Regions from separate parts of the Mus musculus genome. Here region 1 is linked to region 2. The links are chromatin contacts, called in public HiChIP or PLAC-seq maps. All regions are on one chromosome and are shown on one strand. The core of a region is the stretch at or near the end of the contact, and the rest is flanking DNA. Distances in the headings are between cores, read along the strand shown.

Region 1 (5,050 bases), core at 2,237-4,736, 520 kb after region 2:
CCTACCTTAAAATAGTATTTGCAAGACTAGTTTTTATCTAATAAAATCTAGATAGCTCGAGACATTGGAGCGGGTTATTTTTGAGTCATATTTAATCTCCCTAAATGACTTACAAGTGTTTATAAGCATCTCTATATCCCCACGATATATTTGGCTCTTCTTTCATCTATATGTATAACAAAACTGTGATTACTATAATCACCATGTTTAAAACTATAGGGTGAGAGGCAAGTCTATCTACCACAACAGCATAACATCTAAAGCAAGCAGTGGCTTATTTTCTACCAGCAAAGGTCTCAAGAAGAGAAGCGGTAATATTTTCTATATATAAATTACAACTGAAGGCTTTTTAAATTTCACTCCCTAATCCAATTTGAAATTAGTTTCATCATTTCTTTAATGTATAACAGTATTTTCCAGATTTGCTTCTAAAAAGGTATAGAAAGTAGCAAAGAGTGGCAATGCAGGGCTGAAAGAAGTCAGCCACAGGGGACTAGGAAGAAATGTAAAAATCATTAAGGCTTTGACAATGGCATTAATTTCTGAGGGAATTGAATTTTTTTTCAGATATGCATCACTTGGATACAAAGTTCCAAACAACTTGAGGATGATTCAGATATGCACAGTTAGCTCTGGGGAAATATGTCTAGTTATTACAAAATACAATGTATGATTTTTTAATATTTTATTGATAATAAAGTGGGGCATGTACATTTAAGTTTTATCCCAAAGGAAAACACAGTGTATCTCTTATGTAACTGTATTTTTTTAATCTTTAAAATGCATTTTGGAAATCTTTTTACATGTATATAGTCGTAAATGCCCCCCCAACCTAAATTCATCTGAGAAGAAGGAACTCAAGTAAGAAAATGGGTCCAGAGAACAGGGTTGTAGGCAGGCCTCTAAGGTACTTGTTTAAATTAGTGATTGATGAGGAAGGACCCAGCCCATTGTGGTGGTCCTGGATTCTATAAGAAAGCAGACTGAGCAAGCCATGGCGAGCAAGCCAGTAAGCAGCATCCCTCCATAACCTCTGCATCGGCTCTTGCCTCTGGGTTTCTGCCTTGTTTCAGTTCCTGTCCTGACTTCCTTCCATGATTAACAGCAATTTGGAAGTGAAACCATTTCCTCCTCTTCTTGCTTTTTGGTCATGGAATTTTGTCACAGCAATGGATACCTTAACTAAGACAGGTGTCCCGTTGTCCTGCTGCTTAAGTCCTCTCAGACAGAATTGTCTACGGACTGTGAAGCTCCACTGGTGGCCAGCAAGTCCCAGTGGTCCTTCTGAATTCACTCTCCTGGACCCCAGAACCCAGAAGGTTACAGGCACACATGCAGCCATGTCTGGATTTTTATTTAGGTTTTCTGCTCCAAGCACATGTTCTTATGCCCAGGATTTTGTTTTTTAAAAAAGAACTAAATCTGCAATGGCTGGAATATATTTCTCGTACATATTCCTTTTCGGAGACAAATTTATTAATAAATCTGTAAAGAAAGAGGAATCTAAATCTTTTGATCAAGTACTATATTGTTTTAAGGAAGTCAAAGGATCCTGCTATTCCTTTGAGGAGCACTCTGATTGTTTTTCCTTTTGACATTAATCTGATAAACATTCCTAAACTTATTTGTTAAATCTGATTCAAGTGTTATGTGTCAGTGAATTTAAGGCAGGTACTAAGCAAAGTTAAACCCTAGTTAACTTTATTTTTAATTTTAATGCATTTTAGCAAACAGTGCTCCTCACAAGTGGTATCAATTTACTCTCTACAACACTGCATTTACTCTGTCTCAGTCTAAATGTTAGCTATAAAACTACAAATTCCTAGAATCATGTACTTCTCAACTGAACAATTTTAACGGACAACATAGCAGATGAGATCTGAAAAAAAACCTACTACTTTTGGCCTTCGGATTGCTGAGAACACCCTCTTTTCCAAAGACAAATACTTGTTCTTACCGGCCAACTTTCTGGAACTCAGCCAACATTCGTGGCTAACTGCTTCTTTTGTATAGTCTAATAATAAAATATACACATAGTGTGCCCTTTTGGTAAACAAATACTCGATTTTAGTTAGATACAAACAATCATTCAAAAGCTTTGCAGATCTCGTGTAGGATGTTTCTTCAAAGCAAACAGGTAGTAGTCCTGAAGAAATGCTTGGAATTCGTTCTCCCTCAGACTCTCCCAAGGATTCCATGGCCTATTGACATTAAAATAAGAAAAGTAACCTACTTGCAAAAAGACGGTTGCATTCCATTAACATTCATGAGGCCTGAACAGCCGAGGCCCTACACATCAAGAACGGAATATATCCTTTGTCTCCTGATGAGAAAATGTCTCCGTGATAAATGGTTACAGACAGCGGTGTCACAGGGGCAAGAGCTCAAAGAATAACTTGGGCAAACTTTTTTTTCCCCGGTTGTCTTTGCCTGGAGTTCTTTGTAGCATTGTTCAGCACAGTGCCTTGTCCTTTCAAGTAAAAGGCGCTTATTGCAATGTAAGTAAAATCCCAGTCCTTGCAGAGGCACTTCTCAGAAAACCAACCGACCAAGGAACCAACAGAACAAACAAACAAACAAACAAACAATCAAACAAAAAACCCTTTGGAAATTGGAACAGCGTTCCAAAGGCTTTATAATTACTAAGTATTCGGACTGTAAAGAAAAGTGTGGTACGTCTTTAGGCAATGTTGACCTAAATGGGTAAGCATTTAGTCAAGTGCATTGTCGGTCGTCAGCACAAAACACCAGGTGCACCTTTAAAATGTCATACATCATTCGCATAAATACAAACACTGTATTTACCACTTCGGCAAATTTCTAAAAAAAAAAAAAAAAAAAAAAAAAAAAGTCAGAAGAGAGGTATTTATTTCACTGCCATAGATAGTGCAACACCAATGGCGTCCTGTTAATTTTCAAATCCAAGTAGGTTAGTTACAAGTTGTTGACAACTTTGTCCCATCAAAGTGCAGCTCCAGGGCACTGTGAGCTTAGCTTGGCTAGGTGGCTCACTCTGCTGACCTACAGACCCAAGGCACTCTGCCTGTCTTGTTTGCTGCTCTAGGGCTCGTTCGATATGGTAAAGCACGGCCCAGTGTTTTTGCTTTCTTCTGCCCCACCGAGAAGAAAGTGCCAGATACAGAGCATTAAGAAATGCACAGCGGCTCTCCATTGGCTCTTCCTCAAGCATGCCCTCCGCTCAGTACGTTTCTTAGCCAGGAGGACCCGTTGGGTTTAGATTCACAGACTGCAGGAGTCCAACACGGCCCGGCGGCCCCCGGACGGGCGGGGCTAGAGGCGGGGCTGAAATCAGGCCCCGCCCCGGCCGCATCGGCGCGCCTGCGTGCTGGCGTGGGCCTGCGGTTGGCCGCGGGGTTCTGGGTTCCCCGCCTCCGCCCGCGCCCTCGCACCTCCGCCTACTCTACGCGATGACGCACCGCAGGTTTGCGGACGTGGCGGCGGCTGTCGGTGCGGAAGGCGGGGACGGCGGCGACGGCGGCGACGGTGGCAGAAGCGGACCCAGACACCGGAGAACCTAGAGTCGGTCATGAACGTCTCCGGGGCCGCGGCTGTGGTGGAGGACATAACCGTGTCGCCGCGCCCCTGCTAGAGGACAGGTGACGGTGGCTGTGGGGCGGGGCGGGGCAGGACGTCGATCGGGGGGTCACCGTGGGGCGCTGTCCCCGGTTCGGGAAGGACTCTTACCTCCCGGTTTTGGGCAGCCCTTTCCGGGCCATTCTGCCTGTCCCCTTAGCATCTGCTCCGAAGCGTCCCAGTCTGACGCGGCGACTTAGAAATCAGAGATGTAATCTTTGCGGGGGACGTCCGGAGGAAAGGGAAAAATAAAAATAAAAGCGAGTGGAATGGAAGAGGGAGGAAGTTTGCAGTTGTTGCTTAGGTTTAAAATTGGCCCTGGAGAATAGGATCGGGGTGATTCTGTCCTAAGTGCTGAACTGGCTTGTGCCCTGTGAGTCTTCTCTTGCTCCCTGCCGAAGGTCAAGACCAAATATTAATATGCAGCAATTAATATGTAGTACCTAGGGATTTGAGAGGTCGCTTTCCGGTCTAGACCGGGTGGATGAAAACATGCTCACGATACCCATTGATGATCACTTTCAGGACGTTTGTCAGCAGTGCAGTATGCAACATGTTCTAGTTTTCTGAAGCCATAGATTCCATAGATAATTCAGAGAGGTAAAGAGAATTGAGGCTGATGGCTTTGATTCCGTGTACTTTCTAATCTTTAGTAGATTGACATGTCATTACCTTACTGGGCCAAAGTGCAGCTTGGCACTTGGATTACAGATGAACAGTCAGACCGTAGTGTCCAGATTGTTTATTTTGCTTTCCTGTCATTTTAGAGGAATAGAGACAGATGCGCGAAGACGGGAGTCTTTTGATTCCTGATTAAGACATGGTGAGGGAAAGACTGATAGAAGAACACATTGTTTCAAATGGCTTCTGGGTATTAGTCAGTAATTTCAGAGAGCTGTACTAAGAATGGGAGGGAGAGCGCTTTAGAGGGATAGCATACCTAAGGCAACGTAACCACCCATATGCATTGCTTTAGATCTAATCTTTTCTGCTTTTGATGGATGCTTTTGAGGATCTGAAACAGATACTTCCTGAGGTAGTACATGTATGTATGTATGCAACTTGCTACTGGTTCCACAAAACTGACAGACATCCTCTACATCTAAGATGTGGGCTTTTTATTTTGTTTTTAGAAAAGACCTAGATAAGGGAGTGCAAGCGTCCTTGTAGAAACAGGTGTGCTCCTTACTTTAAACTGAGATGTGAAACGTGGCTCTCATTTAGCTTGGATCTGTCAAATTTGGAGTGGTTTTTGGCAATAGTTTAGCCCCTGTGGGAGCAGCTGAAGCAAGCTACTAATATAGCTGTTAATAAATTATCTAAATAGAGACTTTTCAACTTTTAAAGATATACAGTGTCCCTGTAAAGCAAGGTCAGAAACTGGATTTTAAGGGCTGGATTTTATGAAATGAAATAGGTATGTTTTTACATAGAGAATATCATCTTTTTGTTGTCT
Region 2 (4,545 bases), core at 1,746-4,245:
AGAGAGAGAGAGAGAGAGAGAGAGAGAGAGAGAGAGAGAGAGAGAAAGAGAGAGAAATCTTTTAAACTCTGAACTGCTAGAAAAACATGAAAATACTGATCTTTTAAAGGACTCTTTAAAAGGGATACATTTGGCTAGGGATATTGCTTAGTGGTTAGAGCACTGGCTGCTCTTCCAGAGAACAGCACTTCAGTTTCTAGCATCCATGTTAGGCAACTTAAAAAATTCAGATGCAGTTCCATAGTATGTAACACCCTCTTCTGGCTTCCACTGGCATCCACATACATACACAGAGCACACTTTACACAATAAAAATACATCTTAAAATTCAATGTGTATCATGTCTTTTTGAGGAGTGAATAAAAAAAGAAACAAACAAACAAAAAGAAATAGGTAAGGACATGACTGGTCCCAGATTCAGCACCAGGTGAATGAAAGAAAGAAATAAAAGGGGGAGAACATGACTGCTCCCAGGTTTGGTAGAGGAGAAAGCCTATTACATATGTGGGAGTCCAGAGATAATATGAGTCATGTAAGGAGACAGCACAGGGAAAGGGAGAGGGGAGAGAGGGGAACCAGGCAGAAGGCCCAAAAGAGAGTAGAAGGCAGGGAACAGATTACCAAACTGGTCAGATTACAGAGCAAGCAAGGGCAGCCCAGTCCCTGGCCTGGAGAAGTTTAGGGTGGGGTGGGGTATGTTAGCCAGGAGGCCCTGTAACAGCTAGGGACTGAGATGATAGGACAATTTTTGATGTGTCACATAGGCACCTCAGCCATCTGTCTCAAGTTTGAAACCCAACAATGAGAATGTTAGGAAAGTTTCCACTGCTGTGATAAACTTGACTCATACAAAAGTTTTATTTTGGTTCAAAGCTTCAGATCCTGGTAGCTCCCTTCACTGTTCTTACGCCGACGGGGGTGGGGTGGAGTGGGGGAGGGGTAACAACACCAAGGTAGAAGTGTGTGGCATGAGAACCTTTCTTATCTCATGACAGCTAGTAAATACTGAGGGGCAATAGGGCTCAGTGGGACAGAGTCCTAATAGCACCTTTCTAGGGCATGCCTGCCATGCCCTAGCTTTCTCTCTACTAGGTTCTACCTCCAAATGTTTCTAACACTTGCTGGAGTACCACCCTCTGGGAGCAAGCCTTTAACACATGAACTTTTGAGAAACATTTAGGACATTAAGCAGAACAGATGGGTCATGTAAGCAATACTGTTTACATAAACAATAGCTATGAAGATACAGTGATCCTTCTGTATGTGGGGAGGGTTGCTCCAGGGTTCTACTGAGGATACCATAACCTGTGCATGTTCAAGTCCTTCTTGAAAGTATTTCCATATACTGATGCACAAATTCTTATATTTCCATATGTCATTTAGACTACTTGAAATACCTAATCCAAGGTAGGGTCTGTATAAATTGTTTTATACAGATTATATAAATATAACATTAATACTATATTATCTAGGCAATAATGACAAGAAGACAAATAGGTTTGTGTTCAGTACAGGTATGATTTGTTAAGAATGTTTCCTATCTGTATTGGTTGACTCCTGACATACAAACCCGTGGAAGGATGGAGCTCTCTGGGCCCTTGGAGGTGGAGAAAACTTAAAGTCAGGGCCATCATAACACAGAGTTCTTGGGGTAAATGACTTGATGCCAGAGAATGCATTGAAAATTCTTAGGCTCAGAGAGGAAGTGGATGATTAGAGCAGAGACTTAAGTACGCCGGTCAGAGAGGCCTACTTCACTTCCAGGTCAGTGACACTCCTAACCCCTGGGAAGTGGAATCCTGGAGCACTTAGCTCCATGCTGGGCACACAGTATGTACATGTTAAAAGCCGCTTTATAACTTAGGAGGAGAACGATCAGCAGAGGGGAGGAAAGAGCGAGAAGAGAGGCAAGAGGAAAGAGGGAAGAGAGAAGAGCCTGATGGTCTTAAATAATCCTCAAAATTTATTCTGGTTAAATGTACTTTCTGTCAGTAAGCTGTTAAATACAGTTTACTGTAAACCAAATCAACAAACCATGCACACATGCGTTCCGAGGCGCGGGGTGGATGACGTCATGCCCATCCCCCTCCCTCCACGTTATTTTACCCTTTATGATGGTTCCAAGTCTTCTGTTTGTTTGGTCGGGATCCAGCATTAACCTACCACTTCCTTGAAGTCTTCTGGGCACTCACTAATTTATAGTAATCTCTTCTGGTTCCACCCCTGCAGCGTCATGTTCTGTATTTCCCCTCATTTGGCACTTTGTCCTCCACTGCCTGGGGCCGTTCCCTGAAGACCCACTCTCCCAGTTCCCCTGCTCTGACAGTCAAGCCCGTAAATCTTAATTATAAGGCTAGGATATGATCCTCACTAAATCCTAGTTACATTCAGTGTCTTATTTGAAACTTCTAGTGCCCCGCTCCTCTCCCACAAATCCACTTGCTCTGGAGAAATCTGGTCTTGAGATGACTAACAAGTTCTAGCACCTCATCCCCAGCCTGACATTTTCAAATTATTTACATACTTCATCATTTTCCAGTGTGTACTACCAAAACAACGTTTATATTAAAAACACATTTAATCATCCAACATTTTTCCCTAAGAACTGTGCTGATGATAGCCAGGGGCACTGTCCCACTTAGAGGAGCTGAAATAAGGAAAGGTCCCCTGCTTGACCAAATGATAGACTGGGAGTGGGGTTAAAAGGAGAAATGAGGTCAGCCCAAGACAGTCTGGTGGCCTCGAAAGAGAAGCTGGTGCCACAGTCAGCACACTAGGTCCACTGGAAGTACATACTTCCTCATGTGCCAGATGCAGCCAGTCATGGGCTGTGTGTTTACTTTGCTTTGAGAAGTGGCTTTGCTTCTTGTAAGTTTTTTTTGTTTTTTTCTTCTTGTGGAAGAAGGCCAACACATGACATAATCTGTTTGCAACACTGGGCTAGAGACAGGATTGTTCTGTGACTTGGCCCCGTCATTTCTGAACTGCTGCTGTAGAAAACAGAGAGGGACTGAAGAACAGAAAACAAAAACAGGGCTGGGAGCAACAAGGGAAAGGCAGTGCTCGGGTGGGCCTCATTCACAAGCAGCCGGCAGCACACACAGTAAGATACAGTTTGATTCCTTAACGTCACGAGGCAGGCGTCCAAGTTCCAGATCATCCACAGGTGTCTGTTTTGTAGTTCACAACTTCCTGCTTTCAAAATCCCGGTAATGAGATAGTGACTGCCTCGAGCCAAAGATGAAGTAGCTACTATCAGTGTGGAAGCCCCATTACCACCCCACCCTCCAGGGGTTGTTTCTTACCCATGGACTTTATTCTTTAGGTACCGATCAGGCAGCTGAGCCTCTGCCCAGTGCAAGACGACTTAGTAGAGATATGAGTTATTGTAAAGGGGGCCTTTGCAGAGTTTATATGTAAGACAGGTAGATAACTAGACAGTGCAGTGTGCTGCACATGAAGCAAAGCAAGATGAATTGGTAGCTTTTGTTCAGGATACAAAATCAGGAAGCTGGGTGTACAGCAAGCACCAAGACTTATCCCAAACCATTTAATCCTTATTTGTTTTCATAATGAAAATTGGGATGCTTTCAAAATCAATAGACTACCATCCCGTTAATCCATCACCTAAACAGCTCCCTCTGCCTCCTTCCTAAAGTCACAATGACTGTTGAACGTGCTAGAAGGAAGCCAGTCTCACAGCGCCATGAGTTCCTCATGGCCCCTGGAAGAATTGCTTGTAGCGTTGTTTAAAATCTAATCACCCTGCTTAGAATTATAATTTCAAACAATCAACAGGATCCATTTGGGCCTTCTACTGTAGTTACTGGGAGCTATATGGCTTGTTTAAGTAAATATCTGTGAGCCCCTTCAGCAAGATACCACAGCTAATGTGCTGTGTGAAGATTCCAGTAACTGCCACTCTTTACTGCTGGAAACTGAGCATAGGATCCTAGGGAAGGCAGAATTTTCTGCTGGTTTCAACTGTTACTTCTGTGGATGGGGAGGGAGGAAACACTATAGTATATTTTCACTTGAACTGAGCTGCTCAGTGCCATGACGTTCAGCCTTTTGTTGTTATGATTGTTCTTTTCTCCTCAGTGTATTTTATGGTTCATTTTCTAGGAACAGAGCAAAAGTGCCTTTGTATATTGACCTATCAGTTGCCCTTGTCATTTATAACGAAAGGAGAGAATGAAAACTTTAGATAACACTAGTCCTTGATATCAACTTTGGTTCTGTGGACCTGAGCAAATCAGTAAGTTACCTTGAGCTTGTATCTTCATACCTCTGAGTGAGATGGCTACACTAACTGCTAGCTTAAGATCTGTTTTCAGTGTGAAATGATTTTCATTCTTTAGCAATTATGGTGCCGATCTAATATGTGGGACACCGGGAGGAGCAGAGCAATGGGGGCAAATGGAAAGACTTCTTGGAGATATAGCTTCATGTTGTAGTAGTGGCCCACAATTTCTTTGAAATAAAAATGAGAAATAGAAAGTAAATACAGTCATCATAAATTTGTTAAATAAATATGGAAATTTA

The links. HiChIP or PLAC-seq counts read pairs in DNA pulled down with a chosen protein or histone mark.
Region 1: an H3K27ac HiChIP or PLAC-seq map of microglia shows a contact between it and region 2, with 4 times the contacts expected there. The contact joins the promoter of Lysmd3 here to the enhancer-like site in region 2. A contact is called at or near these places in 1 of 39 promoter capture datasets (neural stem cells), 1 of 484 Hi-C or Micro-C datasets (myeloid progenitors), 3 of 115 datasets of contacts at active chromatin or transcription factors (extraembryonic endoderm stem cells, microglia and pancreatic cancer cells) and 1 of 9 other capture datasets (liver).

What each region holds. Positions count from the first base shown.
Region 1 is chr13:81,654,320-81,659,369 of GRCm38.p6, forward strand. It overlaps Lysmd3 (LysM, putative peptidoglycan-binding, domain containing 3), which reads left to right and starts at 3,487. Exons shown (of 3, transcript NM_030257.1): 1 at 3,487-3,617.
Region 2 is chr13:81,133,961-81,138,505 of GRCm38.p6, forward strand. The region is part of intron 87 of Adgrv1 (adhesion G protein-coupled receptor V1); the gene reads right to left. Among named protein-coding and RNA genes, the nearest start is that of Gm32639, 33 kb to the left of the region's middle. Within about 2 kb of position 2,996, at least 150 of the 459 cell types and tissues checked have an H3K27ac peak or open chromatin away from gene starts, as enhancers often do. A contact at or near this core is called in liver, microglia, myeloid progenitors and 1 more, where this site is marked.